Linked DNA regions of Ovis aries: all the other regions are linked to region 2. A link is a contact called in public Hi-C data. All regions are on one chromosome and are shown on one strand. The core of a region is the stretch at or near the end of the contact, and the rest is flanking DNA. Distances in the headings are between cores, read along the strand shown.

Region 1 (4,416 bases), core at 573-3,072, 330 kb before region 2:
ATTGGTTTAATTACTTTTCCATTCCTTCTTATGTCATTTATGTAATTTATATTTTTCTTGAAGATTATCCATGTATTAATGTTTCCAATATATTTGTTTGAGATTATCACAGAAATTGTCTATAATCAAAAATTTTTACTATGTATATAGATTTACCTTTCATTCCTAATACAGTTTTTTTAATGCCTTTTATTTTATAAATATTTATCATTACAGTTAGATGTTTATTTATTTTCTTAGTATTTTTAAGTTTTTATTACCTTTTAATTTTGTTATTCTTGATTTTTGCTAGCAAGTTTATGATTTTCTCTCATTTTTATTATATCCTACTATTTACTTTCGGAGAAGGAAATGGCCACCCACTTCAGTATCCTTGCCTGAAGAACTCCATGGCAGACGGGCCTGGTAGGCTACAAGGAGTTGCAAAGAGCTGGAGATGACTGAGCGACTAATACTACTATCACTACTACTTACTTTTAGGTTCACTGTGCTTTTGTCACTAGTTTTTAAAGTTGAGTTTAGTTGAAATGATTTTCCATTTTTTCAATATTTTTTGCTGTTAATAAATGCAGTAAGGACACATTTCCCTGGAGGAGGAAATGGCAACCCACTCCAATGTTCTTGCCTGGAGAATCCCATGGACAGAGGAGCCTGGTGGGCTAAAGTCCACGGGGTCGCTAAGAACAGAACACGACTGAGTGATTAGCACATACATAAACTCCAGTTGCAAAAGAGTCAGACACGACTAAACAACAACAAAGGACAGCGTTATACTGCTTGCTAATAGCGTGCGTTTTCTCGGAACATTTTAAAGGACTTAAATTACAAATTGACTTCAAAGAGGGTATAATACTGGAATTTTACAATTGGAAGCAATGTTTAGGTCCCAATTGTTCTATCTCATTTTTATATTAGTTTTTTTAGGGTTGCTGTCACAAATTACCGCAAACTCTGTGGCTTAACATAACAGAAATTTATTTTCTCACAGTTCTAAAGGCTAAAAGTAAAAAATCAAGGTGTCTGCAGGGCCACACTTCCTCCAAAACCTATCAGGGACAGTTTTCCTCTGCCTCTTAGCTTCCGGTGGTGGCCAATCCCTGGCATTCCTTGGCTTGTAGCCACGTTACTCTAATCTTGGTTCTCTTGCCTCATGGGGTTCTCCCTACGTGTCTGTCTTCACATTATATTTTCCTCTTATAAGGACACCAGTCACACTGGATTAGGACCCACAACAATGACTTCATCTCAACTTTGTTACCAAATAAGGTTCATTCACTGGTGCCAAGGTTTAGGACTTCAACACATCTTTTGTGGGAGGGAGCTGGTCACAGTTCAACCGATAATAAACAACATAATCCAAAACTGAGATCCAGAGATGTTAAGTAACTCGCCCAAGGTCAAGCAGCTTAATGACTGTTAATTACTATTCAGATTTCCCTGCTCCTAGACTTTTCTCAGATATTATAATAAGATGCATCCCACTGAAGTACCTTAAAGTGAAGTTCAGGATAAATGTGAGCTTCTGGGAAATAAAAATTTCTCCTCATCCACCAGGGGGAGCCAGGCTCAATAGGCCTCCCAGGACAGCCAGGAGTACCAGGAGAAGACGGAGCTGCAGGGAAGAAGGTAACACTGTTTTCCATATTATTGGAATAAAACTATTAAACCACATATATCTTGGTCCTGCAAGAGCTCAAATGAAACCATTCAAGACAAACTTAGTCTGTTTAAGAAAATAAAATCCCACAACTCTAAATTTCCTTTTTCACTTAGTCCGGATAAAGAGCACCAATTCAAAGTCCAAGTATCTTACGAACTCTGCCTTCTCTCTGGTGTTTTGGCCACAGTGTTCCAGTGACCTACTCCCTTTGGGATTCCTAGAAAGCACTGTTGTTTAAACTTTGAGAAAAAGGCTTTCTTCCTCCCCTCCAAAAAGGAAAAGTCTGTAAATGTATTCAGGAAGTAAGGCCATTATAAAGATTTCCTGAAATATTTTGAGTTGACATTTGAAATACTCATTTTTCAATATAAGTAGAGAAAAACAGCAGATGGTAAGGCTGAAGGTCTTTCTTGTTTTTTCAAAAAACAAACCACCAAATGTGAATGAAGAGCCAAAAGAAAGTGAGCTTATTGCTTTGGCAACTGGCTGGGAAATTGGGCTTTTTCACGATATTTCAGCTGCTCTGAGCTAAACTGAAGTTTGATATTAATTTATTCATGTTGGTGAACTTCCAAATGAATTTTGAGACTAGAGTGAAGGTCTTTTCTGTACTGGAGGATCCAAGCAGAGACTCTGTTGGCTGTAAGATGAGACAAGGTGGGTGTATTCGTATTGGCTATGCAGGGTCAACTAAGACCTTGGTGTCATTTTCTCTAGGGAGAAGCAGGGCTTCCGGGGGCAAGAGGCCCTGAAGGACCACCTGGGAAAGGACAGCCTGGCCTCAAGGTATGGAATCCACAGTGGTAGGGCAAGGGAAGCAGACTGCTGAGTTCTGGTCTTGATAATAAGAAGCCAACTTAGAAGAAACTTGATGTTACTCTTGCTATGTCAAAGATGTTTACTTCTAGCTTAAAATTATGGACTCTAGCTTTTGAGCTTTGGTAGACAGCAAGCATGTATTATTTATTTCCATTTTCCTAACATCTGTCACAAAACCAAGCTTATAGGAAGAGTTCAACACATGTTTTCTTAATAAACAGCCAAGTTGACATTTAAAAAACAAATACACAGTGAGGGAAAAGAAGACTTGAGATACATCCTGAGACATCAAAGTCCATAATTTTTTTTCAAATATTTATACAATCTCATAGAGTAGTAAGAAATATAGCCTTATGAAGTGGCACTTTTACAACATGGCATAGATTTATTCAACACATTTTAGAAACGCTTGTTGAATAATATATTTATATGTCAAGAGGAAAATACCCAAATTCATCAATAAGACCATAACCTACAACCTCTAAGGTGTCAGATATTACTACAGTTCTTAGGTGCAGTCATCAATGCCTATATAAATATTCTGAAGAATTATATATGAGCAAAGTAAAAATAAAATCCATATACTTACTAGTGTTCTATTTTTAATTCTATTAAAATAGTAATTGATAGCTTACATGTCTATGTATTATAAAAAACATTGGCTAAAATTGAGTCATCAGCCTTAAATGTGAGAAGTTGAAATATAAATGTATTTGTAGCATTTAAAACATTTTAAATGTTTAAAATTTAAAACTGACTAACCAGACTATGAGATCTGGTTGGTTTTTTTTTTTTTGCAGGGGGGTGGTGGGGGGGCACGGTGGGCAGCAGGGAGTAGAAACATGTACAGAGAATTCCTTTTTAACATCAGGCAAAAAGTACTTTTAGAGATGATTGCCTATTAACATTCAGGAGAACTAATGTTTCCCTGAATATCCTTTTGGAAAATAGCCCCTCTGAGTTAATAATTGAAGCTGTGGGGATGAAAGACAGCTCTGAGAAAGAGAGCTAAGGTTGGAGTCCTGCATTTTACAGCAGCTGGAGAGAGAGAGCATTCCGTACAGCAGGAAGACAGGCTGAATACAGAGTACCATGTTAGAGGAACCAAGGAGAAAGGGCTTCAAGGAGAAAGCAATGGGTGGTGTCAAATACACCAGCAGAGCAAGGAAAATGTGCGCGAACTGGATTTCTGGCGTCGAGGGGATATGGGGCTTGCAGAAGAGTGGTAGGTAGGAATAAGTTATATATCAAAGTAGTCAGTGTGCGGTGCTGGCACTTTACTACATTTAGGTGGATCTGGGCTTCCCTGGTGGCTAAGATGGTCAAGAATCCGCCTGCAATGTGGGAGACCTGGGTTTGATCCCTGGGTTGGGAAGATCCCCTGGAGGAGGGCATGGTAACCCACTCCAGGATCCTGGCCTGGAGAATCTGCATGGACGGAGGAGCCTGGCTATATAGTCCATGAGGTCGCAAAGAGTCAGACATGACTGAGTGACTAAACACACACATACTGCTGTTGGTTTCTGGGATCATTTAGGTCAGTAAGTTAAACATGGTCCTGAAGAGGAGAACACAAACAGTTGGGGTAGATTTCGATGCTACTGGCAGATGATAATGACATGGTAAGTGATATCTGGATATTCAACGGTTTTTTAAATTAGCTGCCAACACTGCCCTCCATTAGTACGGGTACTAGGGAGTTGTCTGCATGTCTGTGGATTCTATAAGTCTCTCTTCTTTTTAGTGGAGTGTCTGCACTGCTGATGACCTCGGTATAGGCCAGTGGTTCTCAGGGCACAGTCCCTGGAACAGCAGTGTCAGCGTCCGCTGGGAATGTGTCAGAATGTAAATTATTGGGCTCTACTACAGACCTAGTAAATAAGAAACTCTGGATGGGGGGCCCAGAAATCTCCAGGTGATTTTTATGCATGTTTAGG
Region 2 (4,782 bases), core at 2,111-4,610:
GGTTGCTGGGCAGCAGCCCATGGAGAACCCAGCCCACATTGGAGCGGGAAGATTGAGGACTCCAGACAGAAATGGTATCGAAAGACTTCAGGGTGGATAGGACTAGCCCACAGAGGGCTCGAAAATACTGAGGCTATAGTAAAGGTACAGAGTGCATGCGTGCTTTAGTCGCTCAGTCATGTCTGACTGTTTTTGCGACCCCATGGACTGTAGCCTGCCAGGTTCCTCTGTCCGTGGGATTTCCCAGGCAAGAATACTGAAGTGGGTTACCATTTCCTTCTCCAGGGGATCTTCCTGGCTCAGGGATTGAACCCGTGTCTCCTTCACCAGCAGGTGGATTCTTTACTACTGAGACGCCTGGGAAGCCCAAGGTAGAGAACACATGGTCCAAAGTGAAAGCAACATGTTCTGATTTAAGTAACTGAGAAACCTCAACTGTGTTTGAACCACAGTTTTTTTTACCAGCTGTGTTTTAAACCACTCTAAGCAGCAAATAAGTAGTCCCTTTTGTGTGAAATACTGCAGTCAGGGCAGTGGGGCTGTAGAGGAGAGTACAGTGCCTGTGTACACATCACACCTGGACAGATTCATATGTGATGACTGTGGGAACATGTCTGGAAGGATGCCTGCTATGATGTTAATAACGATTGTAGTTGGAGATGGGATTTGAGTGATTTCTTTTTGTTTATCTGTGTTTTTCAAAGTTTTCTAACATGATCCTCTGTCAGCTGTTTGAGTTAGATGGTATCAATGATTTTTAAAAACAATGCAGAGAATATTGTGTCATTATTATGTGGAAAAAACATAATGGAGATAGAAACTATGTTCCAACTTCTGGCTTCGGTGCTAATAAGCAAACTAGGACAACTGGTCATCCTTTATCCTGTTGAGACCTAGCAGGAAAAAAAAGAGGCCAAAAGCATACAAAAGCATACAAAGGGTGTTCCGTGCATACGTTCAAATTGACTGTGTCTTAAATTGCCAAGTACTGTGCCAGGCACAGGAAACAGGAACGAGATACAGTCTCTGTCCTGAAGATACTCCAAGTCAGAGAAGGAGCAGACCAGGAACACTTCAGTCACATCACACAGTGAAGAGTGCTGTGCTTCATGTAAACATGGAGTGCCCTGGAACCCCAGAAAAATGGAAGCCCCCTCAAACCAGGGAGGGTCCCGTGCGGCTTCTGGTAGGAGATGACCTAAGACGTGTTCTCAAAAGCAAATGGGAACAAGCCGGATGGAAAGGGCATTCTTGGCAGGGCAGTGGTGTACACTGTGGGTTGGAAAGACCATGGTGGGCTTCCCTGGTGGCTCAGTGGTAAAGAATCCGCCTGCCGATGCAGGAGACACGGGTTTGATCCCTGATCCAGGAAGATCCCACATGCCGCGGAGCAACTAAACCCGTGCGCCACAACTGTTGAGCTTGTAGTCCAGAGCCCAGGAGCTGCAACTATTGAGCCCACGGGCCCTCCAGCCTGCGCTCCACAACCAGAGAAGCCACACAATGAGAAGCCCGTGCACTGCAACTAGAGAGAGCCCCCTCTGCATCGAGAGAAAAGCCTGCACAGGTGAGGACCCAGCACAGTCAAAAACACATAAGTAACATTATTTTTTAAAAAAGGAAAGACCATGGTGATCCTGTAGCTGCTAGTGGCGTGAGGGGTTTAGAGCCTCGGGGGCATGTGGTTCTGGCATGGCGGGTAGGAGATGGGTTGTGAAGAGGCTACAAAACCTACTCAAGTGTCTGGGCTTTTACAGCATTTACTCTGGTGGTTGCGTATGAGATGGAGTGAAAGGGAATGGGATCAAGGTTATTTATGATGTGAGGGTTTAGAAAGAATATATGTGATCCTTGTGGAAGCCCCTCCCAGCTCACCCTGTCTAGTCAGATTCCTCTGCCTCCCCTACCCTGTCATTGCACCCTACCTGTTTCCTTCTCAGTACTTAGATTTCTCTTCTTAAACTATTTTGATCACTTACCTGATTATAGTCTTTCTACCCCATTAAGCTATAAGCCGCACAGGACAAAGACTGTCTGTTTTATCCACCAATGCAGTGCGTATGCTGCTGTTACTGCTAAATCGCTTCAGTCGTGTCCGACTCTATACGACCCCATAGACGGCAGCCCACAGGCTCCCCCGTCCCTGGGACTCTCCAGGCAAGAACACTGGAGTGGGTTGCCATTTCCTTCTCCAATGCATGAAAGTGAAAAGGGAAAGTGAAGTCGCTCAGTCGTGTCTGACTCCTAGCGATCCCATGGACTGCAGCCTACCAGGCTCCTCCACCCGTGGGATTTTCCAGGCAAGAGTACTGGAGTGGGGTGCCATTGCCTTCTCCGATGCAGTGTGTATAGCTTGCACCTAAAGAGTTGTGGGCACTCAACAACTGCCCAGAAAAAGGCAGCAGCAGCGATGGAGGTGGAAAGAAGGCAGATTTGAGAGTTTAGATACAGACTAGAGAGAACCTGGTGATTGATTGATTTAGAGTTGTGCCGGATTGAGTGCTGGGGTTGGAGAGCATAAAGATGAGTCTTCAGGGGCCTGACTCAGGAGACATCAGACTCAGCTGGTGGTTGTTGGGTGAGTGTGGGTGGGGTGGAAGGGAGAGGGTTGGGGTGAGAATGTGTTCTCACTAGAGAGCAATTGCAACCCTAAACTCACCCCACAGGTTTAACTCCCCTGCCTTCCTGCTTTTTCAGTGATTCTTAAACTTTCCTGCACCTTAGAATGATGTGTTAAAAACCTGACATGGGGGACTTTCCTTAAATCAGTGAAATCTATCTACCAGTGAAGATAGGGATGGAGCCTCCGAATTTTTAAAGCTTTAAAATATCGATATTCCAGTGAGCACCATTGTCCCATGAGTTTCCAGATGAGCAGTCCCCTTCCTGCCCTTTGTCTGGAAACGCCAGGCTTATCAGTCATCTCACTCTGCCGGCTCACGGCTGAGCCATCAGCTGGCTTCCATTCCTCTTCGCCAGGGTTGGGTCCTGGCACTGAAACCCTTCTACAAATATTTGTGCTTTTAACCTGCCACTGCCTGTCATGTATGTCACCTCGGCCAATATTTACACTTGTAGACGACTGTGCTTAATGCTTAATGGTGTGTTCAGCTTAAAAGGTGTAAAGGATGTGAATTACTTGAGTTTTCCTGTTTCCTTTTGAACCTTGGAAAACATCCAGATGGTTCTCTTTAGCCCTTATTCACTTTCTTCAAACATTTCACAACTGGGGCCGGTAAAAGTAGACCCAATGACGCAGTACTCGATTTCTAATTTCTTGCCAATAACCAGGAAGCATCTTGTGGCTTGGTGGTGTGGCGAGGAAGAGGGACAGCATATTGTGTAACATTGTGTACCAACGCAAAATTGGGCTGTGGTTATCTTCTGGGGTAACCCCTGGTGGTTTTTCAGTATGGACATGACTACAAGTGTCTGTGGTTTTTCAGGGCCCAAGATGATCTACTGAAAGTGATGAGGTCCAGGAATGAAACTTCATTGTTTGAAAATTAATTTTAAAAATTAATAGGGTGGTTTTTTTTCTTCAGAATCTATACATGATTTGACAGTTGAAAGTGTTTGCATCTTACTTTCCGTATTTGGTTTCTACACACATTCTTTGATCCTGAAGACAAATTTTGTACTTGGAGACTTTGATTTCTTCTATGGCAAAGCTTCTGGAGGATCTTCCCTAGTGGCTCAGGTAGTAAAGAATCTGCCTGCAATGCAGGAGACCTGGGTTTGATTCCTGGGTCAGGAAGATCCTCTGGAGAAGGGTATGGCAACCTACTCCAGTATTCTTGCCTGGAAAATTCCATGGACAGAGGAACCTGTTAGCTACAGACCATGCACTCACAAAGAGTCAGACACGACTGAGCAGTCTCTCCCCAGGGCTTGGTTTGGCACTGCCTGGTCCAAAATGATTTTTGGGTTCCCTGGTGGGTCAGATGGTAAAGAATCTCTGGGTTTGATCCCTGGGTTGGGAAGATCCCCTGGAGAAGGGGACAGCTCCCCCCTCCAGTATTCTGGCCTGGAGAAGTCCATGGACAGAGGAGCCTGGCAGGCTATGGTCTCTGGGATTGCAGAGTTGCAGACAACTGACAACTTTCACGCACAAAGCTTCTGGAAGTGCTGCTGGGAGGAGAGATGGCTCATTTTCAGGGTGAGCCTAGTGAGGGGACAGAGAAAAGCTCTTGCAAGGGGCTGGAGCCCCAGGTGCAAAGCCGGGAGGCTGGATTTGGTTGGAGGAGCTGCAAGTGATGGGATGACTGGCTTGTAACAGTTAAGGTTAGGTGAAAGGCTGGAATGAAGAGGTGGGTGGGCACAGGGGTCTCATGCACTCAAATGACATCCCTACAGCCTGCAATGACGTCTTCCTCTTCTGCATCCTGCGCATCCAGCTTCCCAAAGAGTGAAGTGTTAGTCACTCAGTCGTGTCTAACTCTTAGCCCACCAGGCTCCTCTGTTCATGGGGTTTTCCAGGCAAGAGTACTGGAGTGGGTAGCCGTTCCATTCTCCAGGGGATCTTCCCGACCCAGGGATTGAACCTGGGTTTCCTGCATTGCAGGCAGATTCTTTACCATCTGAGCCATTAGGGAAACTGATAAGTGTAGATGTGATCGTTGTGCTTTTCCCTTAAAAAACAAAAATAAAACAAAAACTTGACTATGTTTTCCAATAAGACCAAATTCTTTAGACTCCCTCAGTCTAGTTGTGAGACTTTTTCCCTGCTTCTTTATTTAAAGGCAAAGTGTAGAATACAGAAAACAAAAAAAACCCAAGGAC
Region 3 (4,921 bases), core at 492-2,991, 410 kb before region 2:
TCCTTGATCCATGACTCTCATCTCACAAAAGTGAAACATGCGGCTAACAGCTACAGGCTATTTAAGACACATATGTGGTTGCTTCCTAGATCATTCCGCTGTTACGTCTGTGATATATCCATTATTTCCTTTTTTCTATTACCAGAGTCCCACAAAACTTCCTTAGCTGCTCAAAACCTGCTACATGGTGAGGAGGCAAAGAAAATGTTCACATTTCACATGGATGTCAAACTTAATGGCGCAGCCTCAGGGATCAGAGTGATCTGAGTTAAGATCTTATTCTGGTATTCTCTAGCATTAGCAAGACCATGGGCAAATCAGTGAGCTCCTCTCTTTCTCAACACCCTTTCTCTGCAAAACACAAACCCCTGCAGTCCTAACAATCAGCAGATGATTTGCTTTTGGAGGGTTAAATCCCATAATGTGTGTGAAGCACTTAGCCCAGTGCCTGGCCACCTGGTAAAGAGTTCATGGAATGGAAGCTATTACTGTCACTATAAGCGGAGATATAAATGCTAAAATGTCTTCCTAAGAAAGCTGATTCTAAATTATAACATGAACACTTCTACTGCTTTCTCTGACCATCTCGCTCTTCTGATCCTTGAGGGAGTCTGTAGAGAAACCTGCTATAAATTGTGTAGGGGTCGAGCGGCTTCTTGGCAATATGTTTTGCAGTGACAAATATTGATTTATTAATAATATAGGCTGTAACCACAGGTAGAAAATAGGACAAAAGGAGAATGGAATGACTACAGTAATCATCTTTCCTGGACAGAGACCTCAGAATATTGACCTTGTCATGTAACTCTCCTCGTCATGTTACAGTTTAACAGAATCTTGATAAATAATCAAATTCCCTCCTTCACTTCATAAGTAGGAAACTGAGGTCCCCATGTGAGAGACAGAACCAGGACTAAATTCTATATAATAGTCTATATATTTGATTATGAAACTTTTAAAAAATCACAAATGTAGAAAGACTAGAATCACAAATTTTTATGCTCATCACCTATCTTCAATAATTATCAACCCATTGCCTCTGTTGAAAAGCCAGATTTCCATCTGAGTCTGGGTTGGGAAGATCCCCTGGACAAAGAAATGGAAACTCACTGCAGTATTCTTGCCTGGGAAATCCCATGGACAGAGGAGCTTGGCGGGCTACAGTCCATGGGGTCACAAACATTTGGGACAACTTAATGACTAAACATCAACAACAAGACCTTATTTTCTTTGGAATCCTAACTCTATAATTATAGTCACTAAAATCCCCCTGCAACGCAGGAGATGCAGGTTTGACCCCTGGATTGGGAAGATCCCCTGGAGAAGTAAGTGGGAACCCACTTCAGTGCTCTTGCCTGGAAATCCCATGGACAGAGGAGCATGGTGGGCTACAGTCCACGGGGTCACAATGAGTCAGACACGATTGACATGACTTAGCATGCACACTCAAGCTGGTATGATTTATCCTCCTTCACAGAGCTCTTCAGCAACAGTATCTTACCGAGCAACTCCCGGGCAAAGGACCAGAAAGAGGACATGGCCTGACAGACAAAGGCAGGCTGTCAATAAATGTCTAAACTGTAGAAAATCTGCCCAGGTTATTTTCACAACAGCCTGGAAAACACAGACTTATTATGAAAGGCACTGCTCCTTTAAATTACTCACTGATCCCACCCAGATCTTGCACCCTGGCTAAGTGCCTAGCCACTCTTGCTTTAATTTAGTCTAAAAAACATGAGTAAAGAATTACAAAAGATCTAAAGGGAAAGACAATTCTTATTTCCCACCGAACAGAACAATATCAAATAGTCAGCTCCATCCTCAGCAATGGTCCTTGCTGTTGGCACTTGCTTAACCAGTCTCTAATTCCTGGTTGATAAACTTTATAAGGTAAGACATGACTGTTTTGTTTTAATCACTCGAAACGAGTTCAGACATCTAAGAACTGTGGAAGACTAAACAGTTAACGTATTTTTTATGTGAAGAAAGCTTATCAGATTTTTTTATCCTTTGTTATTACTTTAATTATATTATCAGGGAAATAATAATTGTTAACATGTAGAAAAATGTAAATTTTAAAGCTATTTTAAAATTGATTTTTAATTTATAGCCTACTGTGTAGCATTGTTATACTGTTAATATCTTTTGGGACATCTTTTTCTTAATTTGGACACGTTTTTATAATTCAGTCGTCATTGCAGAATGCTTTATAACATGGTAAGTTTAGCGATTTGGATAAAGTATCCGATCACTTTATCTTCATGGCAAAACAAATGAGATGCAAACATTGTGAATAAAATTAGTAAACTTTGCTGAAAGATAATGTTATTTCCAAAAAGTCATAAAATATAAGTTCTCTTGGGTTTATTGATCCTGATATTTACCCCAAATAAATTTCACACAAAAAAGCCAAAACTATGGCATTTGATTAAAGGTAACAGTTGTTTCTGCATTTATGAAATGCAAACTGTAGTAAGCACAGAGGTTTATATTTCCTTTATTTAACTAATGACTCTTTTCCCCTGAAACCTATTTTGCTTGTATATAACATCTAAATGAAAGAAAGGTGGGAAGTATTAAAAACCGAGGCAAAATAAAGCATGACAAAAGGGATCCAAAATGAGTGGGCTCTTAAGATATTAAACTAATAAGAGATTTCAGGATGATAGCAGAACTGAGAAACTAGAGAAAGTGTAAGGGTGTCCTCTGGCTAATATCGGAAAGAAACAGCATGACTTTGGTTTCAGAGAACTAGATAAAAAATGTTAGAACAAATAGTAGTAAAGTATGAGATATTGTGATTATTGCTAACGAATCAGGTGTGTTAGGGAACATTATATATATAAGGCTTCAGTTATGAATTCATAATTACACGTCAACAAACTGTCTGAGCAAGTGCCTAGTGTAGGGGAAAGATATCTATTTAAAGCCAGCATTTCCGAAGCCCAAAATGAGGCCTGCAAATAAGAGAAATAGTGGTTTTCATCTCAGGATCCTGCATGGGAATCTCCTTCTTTAGGTTTTTGAAGAGCTGTCTTGATCTATAAGCTACAAGCTTGTAAAATCTCTCTTGTTCTCAATGAAATTAAATTTTCAGTCTCTTGTTTCCAGAACTTCTGAGAACTTCTTTAAGTACAAGGGTCAACAAAAGAAAGAAGTCATATGTGATACCAGGGACATGATGTTATACATCTTCCCCCTCTGAAAATTTAACAGCAGCTGCGTTTTGCTACACAGCTTTGAATGTGAAAATGTGAAAGTGTTAGTCGCTCAGTCATGTCTGACTCTGCGATCCCATGGACTGTAGCTCACCAGGCTCCGCTGTCTGTGGGATTCTCCGGGCAAGAATGCAGACGTGGGTAGCCATTCTCTTCTCCAGGTGATCTTCCCGATGCACGGATTGAACCGGGGTCTCCTGCATTGCAGGCAGATTCTTTACCATTTGAGCTGCCAGGGAAGTCCCTTTTAATACCTGCTACTGCCAAGTCACTTCAGTCGTGTCCGACTCTGTGCAACTCCATAAAAGGCAGCCCACCAGGCTCCCCCGTCCCTGGGATTCTCCAGGCAAGAACACTGGAGTGGGTTGCCATTTCCTTCTCCAATGCATGAAAGTGAAAAGTGAAAGTGAAGTCGCTGAGTCGTATCCAACTCTTAGCGACTCCATGGACTGCAGCCTTCCAGGCTCCTCTGTCCATAGGATTTTCCAGGCAAGAGTACTGGAGTGGGGTGCCATTAGTACCTAGTTGTCTCCAAATCTTAGCATACCGGGTCTGAAGAGCAGTTAACATTTAGTCAATTGCATTTGAGGCAAATGCCAAGAGATATGGGGCTTCCCTGGTGGCTCAGACAGTACAGAATCTGCCTGCAATACAGGACACATGATTTTGACCCCTGGGTTAGGAAGATCCCCTGGAGAAGGGAATGTCGACCCACTCCAATATTCTTGCCTGGAGAATTCCATGGGCAGAGGAGCCTGGTGGGCTACAGTCCATGAGGTCACAAAGAGCTGGACATGACTGAGCGACTCAGCACACACAGCACACACACTTGGTCATACTGATACAAAGTCAGCTTAGGAAGCTTCCTGCTAATCGAGGCTATTTGAGAAGCAGACTATGGCATGGAGCTCTCCACTGATTCATCCCCAGTCCGATAGCTTTGCTTCTCACTGGGGCTTCTCCATCTGGCATGTATGAAGAAATCAGTCTCCCATCTCATTCCTTACTGCCTTAGCATGTATTTCTGACTCCCCCCCCCCCCAACACCCCCACCCCGTTGAGAGTCTGGAAAAAATCATGCTCATGGTTTCCCAGATTATCATTCCCTGAAGGCAAGGTGCCAAAGAAGGAAAGCATGATTCTTTTCCCAGAACTTCTAAAGTCTATACACTTCAAGCTGGCAAGCATTTCCAAACCATGCAAAAGATGGGGTTCAAAATAAGCTTTCTTACTTCCATTCTCAGGTACATTGAGCTAGCCACATGTGAGTCTTCTTTTGCCAGGGAAGTCTGTGGCTTTTAAAGGCATTTGGTACATAGCTGGGCTTACTGAGCACTGAAAATTGCTGAGGATTTAAATACAGGATCATATTTTAATCTACCCAGGAAAATAGTTTTACAGGGCCTTTCAGAGGGGATTGCTTCCTGATTTCAAGTCCTATATCTGTCCACTAGTTCTTCCAGCTAACACTTGGCAAATTTGTTTCCCTTTTTTTTTTTTTTTTTCGCTCTTATACTCTTTTGACTGACTGGATATGCAGCTGTAGGACAGCTTGAAACTCCAGCGGAGATGAAGTTAACAAAGTAAATGTAGAAAATGGGGTTCTGTGGAAACAGAAGGGCAATTCAATTTTTGACGACCTCCGAACTCACTGAAATCGTGCATGTAATATTAAGACTGAAATCGTGGTGGCTCTCTGCAAC

The links. Hi-C and Micro-C count contacts between places; a contact is called where the count stands out from the background.
Region 1: a contact with region 2 is called in a Hi-C map of liver, with 7 times the contacts expected there. The contact joins two enhancer-like sites. A contact is called at or near these places in 6 of 16 Hi-C or Micro-C datasets (blood, hypothalamus, liver and 2 more).
Region 3: a contact with region 2 is called in a Hi-C map of liver, with 4 times the contacts expected there. The contact joins the promoter of COL28A1 here to the enhancer-like site in region 2. A contact is called at or near these places in 7 of 16 Hi-C or Micro-C datasets (blood, hypothalamus, liver and 2 more).

The regions. Positions count from the first base shown.
Region 1 is chr4:16,287,192-16,291,607 of ARS-UI_Ramb_v3.0, reverse strand. COL28A1 (collagen type XXVIII alpha 1 chain) reads left to right here. Exons shown (of 34, transcript XM_042248398.2): 19 at 1,555-1,626; 20 at 2,378-2,446. Among named protein-coding and RNA genes, the nearest start is that of TRNAC-GCA, 56 kb to the right of the region's middle. Within about 2 kb of position 1,822, at least 2 of the 54 cell types and tissues checked have an H3K27ac peak or open chromatin away from gene starts, as enhancers often do. A contact at or near this core is called in liver, where this site is marked.
Region 2 is chr4:15,957,084-15,961,865 of ARS-UI_Ramb_v3.0, reverse strand. The region is part of intron 2 of ASNS (asparagine synthetase (glutamine-hydrolyzing)); the gene reads left to right. Among named protein-coding and RNA genes, the nearest start is that of ASNS, 61 kb to the left of the region's middle. Within about 2 kb of position 3,360, at least 7 of the 54 cell types and tissues checked have an H3K27ac peak or open chromatin away from gene starts, as enhancers often do. A contact at or near this core is called in liver, where this site is marked.
Region 3 is chr4:16,366,837-16,371,757 of ARS-UI_Ramb_v3.0, reverse strand. It overlaps COL28A1 (collagen type XXVIII alpha 1 chain), which reads left to right and starts at 1,741. Exons shown (of 34, transcript XM_042248398.2): 1 at 1,741-1,890.